Regions from separate parts of the Anas platyrhynchos genome. Here region 1 is linked to region 2. The links are chromatin contacts, called in public Hi-C maps. All regions are on one chromosome and are shown on one strand. Each heading gives the region's core, a stretch centred on a gene start, on an enhancer-like site or on the middle of the called end of the contact. The rest is flanking DNA. Distances are from core to core; before and after follow the strand shown.

Region 1 (4,278 bases), core at 1,747-4,246, 34 kb before region 2:
CTGATCCCGCTCCTCCCCGGTTTAGGCCCTTGTCAGCTGCAATCCGACCGTGGAGGTGCTTTGTTTCACTATGCAGCACTCATGCTAGTGCCTTGACAAATAAACTGTGTGATGTATTTATAGATTCTGGAGCCTGGGCGTCGTGAGAGGTTAGGACTCAAGATGGCCAATGAAGTGGCAGCTAAAAACCGAGCAAAGAAGCAAGAGGCTCTTCGAAAAGTCACAGAAAACTTGGCCAGGTGAGACTTCTGTTCTGATGGCGGAATTGGGAAGGGGTATTTTCTGATGAGGTATAAATCAACATACACAGAAAGGGAGGGATGAGAAGAGTGCTGGGAGCAGAAGAGGTACAGTTAAGCCAACAGCTTTAAGAAGGAACTCAATTCCCAAGGGAAGGTGTGTGGTGGTGATTTGTGGTACTCGCTCCTGTTCTGCCCCACGCCACCCAGGCAGCGCACCTGGCCGCTGTCTCGCCTCACTGCAGTAAGAGGAGATGCGATATGGTTCGTTTGGCTGGGCCACAGGAGGGACAGAACAGGCTCAAAGGAAAAAGGCAGGCTGAGCTGGTCACGTTTAGGAGGGGTGTTGGATGTTTCTCCATTACTTCTCTCTCTAGAGAGACAGGCTGCATTTACCTGCAGGCAGAAGGACCTCTGCAGCCAGTGGGTCTGGTCAGTGGAGGGAGTGGATACCAAGCTCTCGTATGGAAGCATCAATAGTATTCCTGATAAATAGCAAATTTTTACTGTAAAATCTGTTAAAACTGTCTTTTCTATTCCAGCCTCACTCCAAAAGGACTAAGCCCAGCAATGTCACCAGCCTTGCAGCGACTCGTAAACAGGACTGCAAGTAAATACACTGACAAAGCCCTGCGAGCCAGCTATACTCCTTCCCCAGCCCACACGGGAACACCGGGTTACAAGACCCCTGCAAGCGGGCCTCAGACACCCACAGTCACCCCACAGTCTAGGACAGTATCTCAGACACCAGTGTCTCAAGACACGACATCGATCACAGACAATTTACTGCAGCTTCCTAAAAGAAGGAAGGCATCTGATTTCTTCTAAATGTTCCAGTCATCAGCAAGGCAGCAGCGAACTGTCTGTGCTTAGCTGGCTGCAAGCTGGATGTCACAAGCCATCAGTAGTGAGGGGTATCTAGGTACAGCTGCCAGAGCAGAAAGCAGCAGTTACTAGATCTGGGACCAGGTCTAGACTATGTGGCTGAAGTAGCTTTGTGATGTGCTTTTGGAGGCAAAATATCTCCTGCTGTGGTATAACTTCCCTCTGAACTGCACGGATGTGTTACACAGGGCTGCTGTATCGTAAGGATGCTTCCTGCAGTGGCAGAGAAGAGTCTGGTCTCTTAGAAAACAGCGATAATTTTTTAAAGATATATTTCTCTTTTTTTTTTTTTTAAGATGGCCATGCGTTTAAATACATTTCTGTACAGATATATCTATTTATAAAACGTGGTAAGCCTTCCTAAGAGGTTGGACTGGACTTTCCTCCTGCTTGTCAAACTTCTTTGGTCTTGTGCTTTGCAGAAGAGAGGATATAACCGTGTATATATTGAGACATGACCCAGAATTTTAGAGGGCTTCTGTTTAATGTAAGTGGAGTTCAGACTGATGCTCCTGAGTGTTCAATGGACCTGTCAAGAGAATTGTTATGTTGTGAAAAAAAGTATGCATGCGGTTCCAGACATCAATTCACACATCCTAATAACCTGCACTGTTACTTACTGAATTCTGCAGCTGGTATAATCAGAAACTTGAGAAACGTGTGAGAAATGTGTCAGTCAGCAGCACTGTGACCTGAAAGTTTTCTGATGTGCTTTTGACCGTAACTTCTGGTCCCTGCAAACCGTATCAGACAGGCCTTTTAAAACAGCAGTGTTCGTTCAGCTCAGCAGATGCACTGTATTTTGTGTTTCTATACTTCGTAAAGCAAAAGACGAGGAGTGTTTCGTAAAGGGTTCAGAGAAGCTCAAGTTGAAAACCAGCAGTTCACAAGTTGGACCGATTTTTAAGAGGACCCGTTTTCCTTCTGTCCTTCCTGTTCTGCAGGGTGGGTTTTGGCTTCCTGTTTGTGCTCAGGCTTTTTGTCATGCAGGTTTTGGGAACACTCACCAGTTTCTGCAGCTGACAGAGGGGTTGGGATGTGGGATTTTGGAGTCTGCAACCATGAGTGTTTCAGAACTTCATCTATACACAGCCTCTGAGATACATCGGGCTGGAGCAAGTGGTAAATAAGGTCCTTGCACTCTGTAGTCAGGTATTTTGACTTGGGGAAGGGAATCCTGTGTTGTTTCTGAATATAGATCATTTTTCTAACATTGGAATCATCAAAGGGCATTAATGCGTAGACCATTGTATAGAGGATGACGCCCAGGCTCCATATGTCAGAAATCTTGGGGTCGCAAGGAATGCCCTGCAGCACTTCAGGGGCTGCGTATGCAGCAGACCCGCAGAAGGTTTTACTGAGAATAGTTCTCCCATTTTCATCCCGAGACAAGGGTTTGGAAAAGCCGAAGTCTGACAACTTGACATTTAGGTCTTTGTCGAGAAGGATGTTCTCACATTTCAGGTCCCTGTGAGCAAGGTCTGAGTCATGGCAGTGCTTGATGGCAGAAGCCAGCTGCTGGAACTTTAAACGAGCAAAGTCCTCCTTCATGGCTCCCGTGATCTTGATGTAGTCCAGGAGGTCTCCCTTCACCCCCAGCTCCATGATGATGTACACTTTCCCACTTGATGTCTCAAAGATCTCATAGGTTTTGATGATCGATGGGTGGTGCAGGCGTTTCAGAGCAGCTATTTCCCTGGGCAGAAATCTCTCCAGGAAGTCCTGGGGAGTTTTCCTCTTGTCGATTATCTTTACGGCCACGTTGCATTTCAACTTGTTGCAGTAGGCTGACTTCACCTTGCCGTACGAGCCCTCTCCCAACGTGGCACTCAGGCTGTAACCTTTCCTTTCAAGCACCGCAGCATCGTCCATGGTGGGAGAGCTTTGGGGAGCTGTGTGAGCTGGTGCTGGTGAGCATCATGCGTGGTGGCAGGTGGTATGGCCACGCACCATGGTGGCTGCCCGAGCTGCTGGAACCGCGGGCGAGCAGCCGGCCGGCCCGGCACCGGGCGCTGTGTGATGTCACAGACAGCTCCCGCGGTCAGATCAGCAATTCCAGACCTGCACAGCCCCTGGGTGACCTCATCCGAGGTACAATGTGGTGGCAAGTCTGAGGGACGGTGGTCGTGCTCCACCTTCTTCATAAAACTGTGTTTAGTTTTGCTGATAGGGTGGAAGCAGCTTAAAAGTTTTTCTTTTTTTTCTGAAATGTGCCTAAATCTTTTATATCTTACATTGTGTTAACCAGGAGCTCAGCTGTGCAGTAAATAATTTGGTAGACGCATTTGATTGGTGTGGGGAATTATCTGTGGCATGTTAGAAGGAAAATGAATGTAATCACACGGGGTGAATTTTGGGAGGGGGGGAGGTATCCTCCTCTTCAGTCTTGAGTCTGCCAGCTTCCTCCTCCCTGCCCTCCTCCACAGGGTAATATGAAGGAATTTTTCATAATGATGTTCAGGAAAAAGCTCCTTCCCAAAAGCATAAAGCTATTGGAAAAATGTCTTAAGTAACTAAATTTAGTGAAGTAGAACTCTTTTAAAATATTTCTACTGCTGAACGTTTCATTTTTTACTTAACAGAGTGAAATCTAGTCTTAGCAACTCTTTTGGTTATCTTGAGTTTACAAAAGACTTGTTGTTAAGTTTCTTAAATACTTTCATTCCACAATGGATTGGTTTTTGTCTGCAATGGCTGCGTTCAAGAATTGCGGTGGGTTTTTGTTTGTTTGCTTGGGGCTTGGAAGGGCGGGATGTGCCATCCCTTAACTTCATTTCCTTAGTTTTCGTTCAGCTCCTCCATTCCGCAGGTCATGATTTGCTGCTTTTTGTGGGCTTTGCATCTGGCTTTTTCTTAAACCCTCACTCTTTGGGAAGTTCTGGCTTCCAGCTTCTGGTATTCTCAAGAAAGGTTCAGGACAGCACCTTCTTCAGAGCTCATCGGAGGATTCCTGTTGTTTTGCGTGCTGATTGCTTCACTGTCATCAGCCTCTGGGGTTTTCTGTTGGTTTCAGCTTTTTCGAACTTGATTTTTCAGCTTCCACGTGTCTGACTTCAAAGACTTGATGGCGATGGGAACAGCACAGGGCTAGGGACAATCGTGCGGTCCCCCAGCATGGACACCAACAGCATTCTGAAGAACTGGAGCAGTGACT
Region 2 (4,276 bases), core at 343-2,842:
CTGCCCACTATCCTTCTAGCCTTACTGCTTATAGTTTTGCTGGCAGTGTCTGCACCTAACCTGTGCCCCTTTTGCGGATTACATTCTGCATTGTGTTTTCATAACCTCTTGAATCCATTTATCTCATGCATCCATTCAGAAGCCCCGACACCCAGATTAGGGTGTGTGTGTTTTTTGTTTCAGAAATAATGAGCAAACGTTTCCTTTAGAAAGCCTGAGAAGGAATGAAAAGCCCAATTCTTCTGGCCAAGGATGGACTTTCTTTCCTGGTTTTGATTTTGCCCTAGATCTCAGAGAATGCGTTGGAAAACATATTGGAGAAGTTGTCTTGTATCTTTGAACACACAACTGAGAAACTGAGCAGCTGGAGAGTGGGTAGTTCTGTAAACAAGAACAGACAAAATGCACTGGGAATGATGCATTTGCTGCAGCAACTGAAATGACAAGTATCAGGTTCTGTGCACAACTGCAGTTGTTGAAAATCTGCCAAAATATTTATCTTACTTTGCAAGATTCATGTAATGGCTTGTTGGTTCTTTTCAACTGCAATTATTTTTGTTATGAGCCATGTAAAATGGTAGATCCTGGCAGTAACAGCCTGGCCGTCTTAATTTACCTGCCTGTATTATGTATCATATATTTGTATTGAATTAAAGCCCGTAGACAGTTTAGTAAAATCAAATCTGCTTTTTCCTGCATTTTTCACTGGTACTGACTATTCCTTCTCTTCAGGCTTGACAGGGGACCAGCGAACTTACCATGGGAAGGAGAATGTGGACGCCAGGCATAATCGAGGGAGGGGAGGAGAGACGACCCGCTTTCACACTGTCAATGTGGCACAGCCTGTCCGATTTAGCAGTAAGTTGCAGCCTGGGAAATCTGGCCTATCTTTCTACTAATTAGCTTAGCAATTTAGATTAATTGTTCTCTTAAGGAGAAATTAATAGATTTTCTCTTGCGTGGCTTTTAGACCAGTCTTTGCTTAAATGAAGTACTCCTGAAGGTTTTTGCACACTTCCTTTATGTGTGTGCTGTGGTGTTGCACAGTTTATATAGCAGGCTGATACATATGAAGAATCCAGCTTCCTTTGTAACACTACTTTTGTGCAACTGAAATTGTGTTTTTCATTTATGAACTGTGGGCCTGGTTTTCTGTAATTGTGATGAGTTAAGTGATGGTTTCATCCTTCAGCAGGCATGATAATCTGTCATCTGTCTCTTGATGTGAGTTTGCAGTTTTCCCCTGGAAAGTAGGGAAAAACAAAATTGATTGCTTTTGATTTAAGTCATTTAGAAGATGATCTTAGAAGAAGTTGCAGTATCCTTAGTAAACTAAGTACATATCTGATGTTGTGAGTTTTGTACCCTTTTTAAGAAGGAATAATGTTCTTTAGGAAGTGGGGAACTTAGGGAAATTCTTTCCTTCTTGCTTCTCTGAAGGAAAAAGTCTATGAAGGAACTATCAAGGAAGAGTGTAGGACCTGAATGTTTTTTTCCTTGTTACTTCCGAGTGTTAGTTGGGAACCTTCAAAAATACCACTCCAATATCATCCTGCCCTTTTACCTGAATCACTGCTGGCGATGCTTTCTGCATCCTGGTACAAGCCTTATCTAAATTTATAAATGTTCCGTAACTGTCCTTCTTACTGATTGTAGCTCATAGTGACTGCTGCCTTTGAATTTCTTTAGGTCCAATGCATCAGTCTCCCTTGCTGCCTCTTTCTGGTCTTCTTCTTTTTTGCTCCTTGGATCATCCAGTGATTTGGGAATGAGACAGCACTGATCATGCTTGGAGGGAGGGATGGGGCACACTAGGAAGGGGACATGCAGAGAAGATATGGCAGGAGTCTGAAAAAGTCAAGTGATTAGCACAAGTAAAAAATTACCTCTTTTCTGGGAGGGGGGAGGGGGCTTATTAAAATAGGTACTTTGATTCCGGTATTTACTGCAGTAGCTAACTTGTTAAACAAATTTGTAGAGGACAATAAAACAACTTAGAAATTGATTCAGCAATATCTATAATACTCATGTTGTATTCTGTCCCATCCCAGTGATGTGACCAGTAGACCTAAGGAAGATATCTAAAGGAATTCAAATGTAAATGTGTCACTATTTTATGGTAAAGATCACTGTTTCTGAAGGGAGTTCCTAGTCTTGAGAACAAGATCTCTTTGAATGCTTGCAACAAACATAAAACAGTTTATGAATTTAAAGTTACTTTCTTAGGTGTCATGCAAAATTAATTCTGCAAATGCAGGAGTTAAAATCATATTTCACGTCTGTTTCTATTAGTTACGTATCACCTCCAAGAATGTCAGTCATCAAAAGCCCTTGGGTCTGTTTCATCCAGAAATGCCTCGAGGATTTTTTTTGTGTATTTCTTCAATTTAGTTAATTGAGAAAGCAGAGACTACAGTTCATACCATCACCTGCCTAATTTCTAAGGATGTTCTGTGCAGTGACATTTTTCTAGAGCAAACCACCATTGCCCCAAAACCCCCATCCCATCACCTTTAGTGAGTGACCATGCACTCACCATGTGAATACTACTGAGCTTGTTTGTAAAATAAGGTTGAAATCCTCAGAGTAAGTTGGGCATACTGCTAACCACCTAATAGAAAGATGTGATCGTTATGTTGGCCACCTCTGGTTTATCCTTCCTGCTTCTTGCAGCTTGTTGTGACTAGCATTGATCCAACTGATTGGATTTATAAAGCTGTTCAGGGAAAACCTTCCACTGTAGATCATCAGTCTTAATTAAAGAATTTAAAGGCTGTCACAGTGCAGGGAAACATCACTAAGAGTTTTTCAGTGCATTAAAAGAAAATCCTTTGTCAAAAGCACTAGTAAAGGAAGTCTCCTGTGATCTGTAATGCATGCATCTCCTACTGGTGAGGTAAATTACACGTGGTGTGTTGTGTACATGCATCCAAGTGATTACACATTGCATTGTCATAAGCTGATTAGGACGTGTTACCTGGAAGATCCTAATTTGGGGGGAATGGTTTCCCTTCTATTCTTCATGTTTCCTAGGAAAGTGCCCAACAGGGTGGCACCACTACGAGGGCACAGCTAGCTGTTACAGAGTGTATTTAAACGGGGAGAACTACTGGGACGCCGTGCAGACATGTCAGCGGGTGAATGGATCCCTCGCAACCTTCACTGCAGACCAGGAGCTACGATTTATCCTGGCACAGGAGTGGGACTTGGAAGAAAAGACATTTGTAAGGAAGGACCAACGTAGGTGAGTAGGAAGTAAAGGACAGATCTCCCCCATTACATGAGAATGGTTTCTGCACAGTATAGTTGCTGGTAGTTCAGTTTGCCTATAAAATCTAGTGGTAAAATTGACTACAGGCTGATAACCTTGTGAAAGCGTTTAAGAGCAGCCATCTCTGTATTTTCTGTTTTAATTAACATTACTAAATTAACAGGCTACAATTTAATGTAGTCTTTATTTTCAGGTTGTCTCAGCAGCATAGTAGTATTCTTGAACTCCAACAGGGAAGATGAATTTTACACTGACTTACTGCAGCACTACGTTGTATAGAAATATTATTTCTTTAAATTTTTCAACACAGTTTTTGTTTCCATTAAGTACCAGTAGCTTTGACAAAGACTGCAAGTTTGAGACAAGAACGAAGTGGAAAAAAAACATGAATTGTAAGAACTGTGTTTTGGTGACTTGAGATATTTCATTCTGTGAGTTCACAGCAAACATAATTCCTTGGGTTTTTTTGCCTGTGGGTTTTTCGTCAGTCTCGTGGGCTGCCATGCTGATAGATCACCCACCAGCAGTGGTTCGGTAATATGTATCTCTGTCTCTGGAGACTTACATGTTTTGATCCTGAACCGTGTCTGACATCAGTTGTGTATGTTTATAAAATATTTGAGTTCTGGATGCTTTTGTGTGGTTTTTGAGTTCGATACTGTAGTGCTGTTATAACAACAGAACAAGGTGCTGCTTATGCATGGAAATAAAAGGCATAGTGAGCAATTTGTAAACATAGAAAACTATCAAGTATTTTCCTTTATCCCTCAGCTGTAGTCTCTCTTTCTACTTTGCCCAACATATGTGCTAAAATTTTAAGGAAAAGGTCATCAGAATGTTTTCAAAGTTAATTTTCAAGATATTGTAAGGTTTGTATTTTAATTTGTAACGTATTTCAATATCTTGGTATTTTTCGGGTTTGTGTTTTTAGAATCTAACAGATTTTTTTGCAGGTTCTGGGTTGGATATCAGTATGTGATCACAAATCGAAATCACTCCCTAGAA

What was found. A called contact is a pair of places that touch in the nucleus more often than the background predicts.
Region 1: a contact with region 2 is called in a Hi-C map of skeletal muscle, with 2.0 times the contacts expected there. The contact joins the promoter of TSSK2 here to the enhancer-like site in region 2. A contact is called at or near these places in 4 of 8 Hi-C or Micro-C datasets (F1 follicle, liver, skeletal muscle and 1 more).

The regions. Positions count from the first base shown.
Region 1 is chr16:9,536,793-9,541,070 of IASCAAS_PekinDuck_T2T, reverse strand. TSSK2 (testis specific serine kinase 2) reads right to left here and starts at 2,996. Exons shown (of 1, transcript XM_021273502.4): 1 at 1,898-2,996. The coding sequence starts at 2,996. The coding sequence ends at 2,028. It overlaps ESS2 (ess-2 splicing factor homolog), which reads left to right. Exons shown (of 10, transcript XM_027470253.3): 9 at 124-239; 10 at 782-4,278. The coding sequence ends at 1,067.
Region 2 is chr16:9,501,072-9,505,347 of IASCAAS_PekinDuck_T2T, reverse strand. It overlaps DGCR2 (DiGeorge syndrome critical region gene 2), which reads left to right. Exons shown (of 10, transcript XM_072024527.1): 3 at 733-860; 4 at 3,027-3,244; 5 at 4,225-4,276. Among named protein-coding and RNA genes, the nearest start is that of DGCR2, 31 kb to the left of the region's middle. Within about 2 kb of position 1,592, at least 1 of the 8 cell types and tissues checked has an H3K27ac peak or open chromatin away from gene starts, as enhancers often do.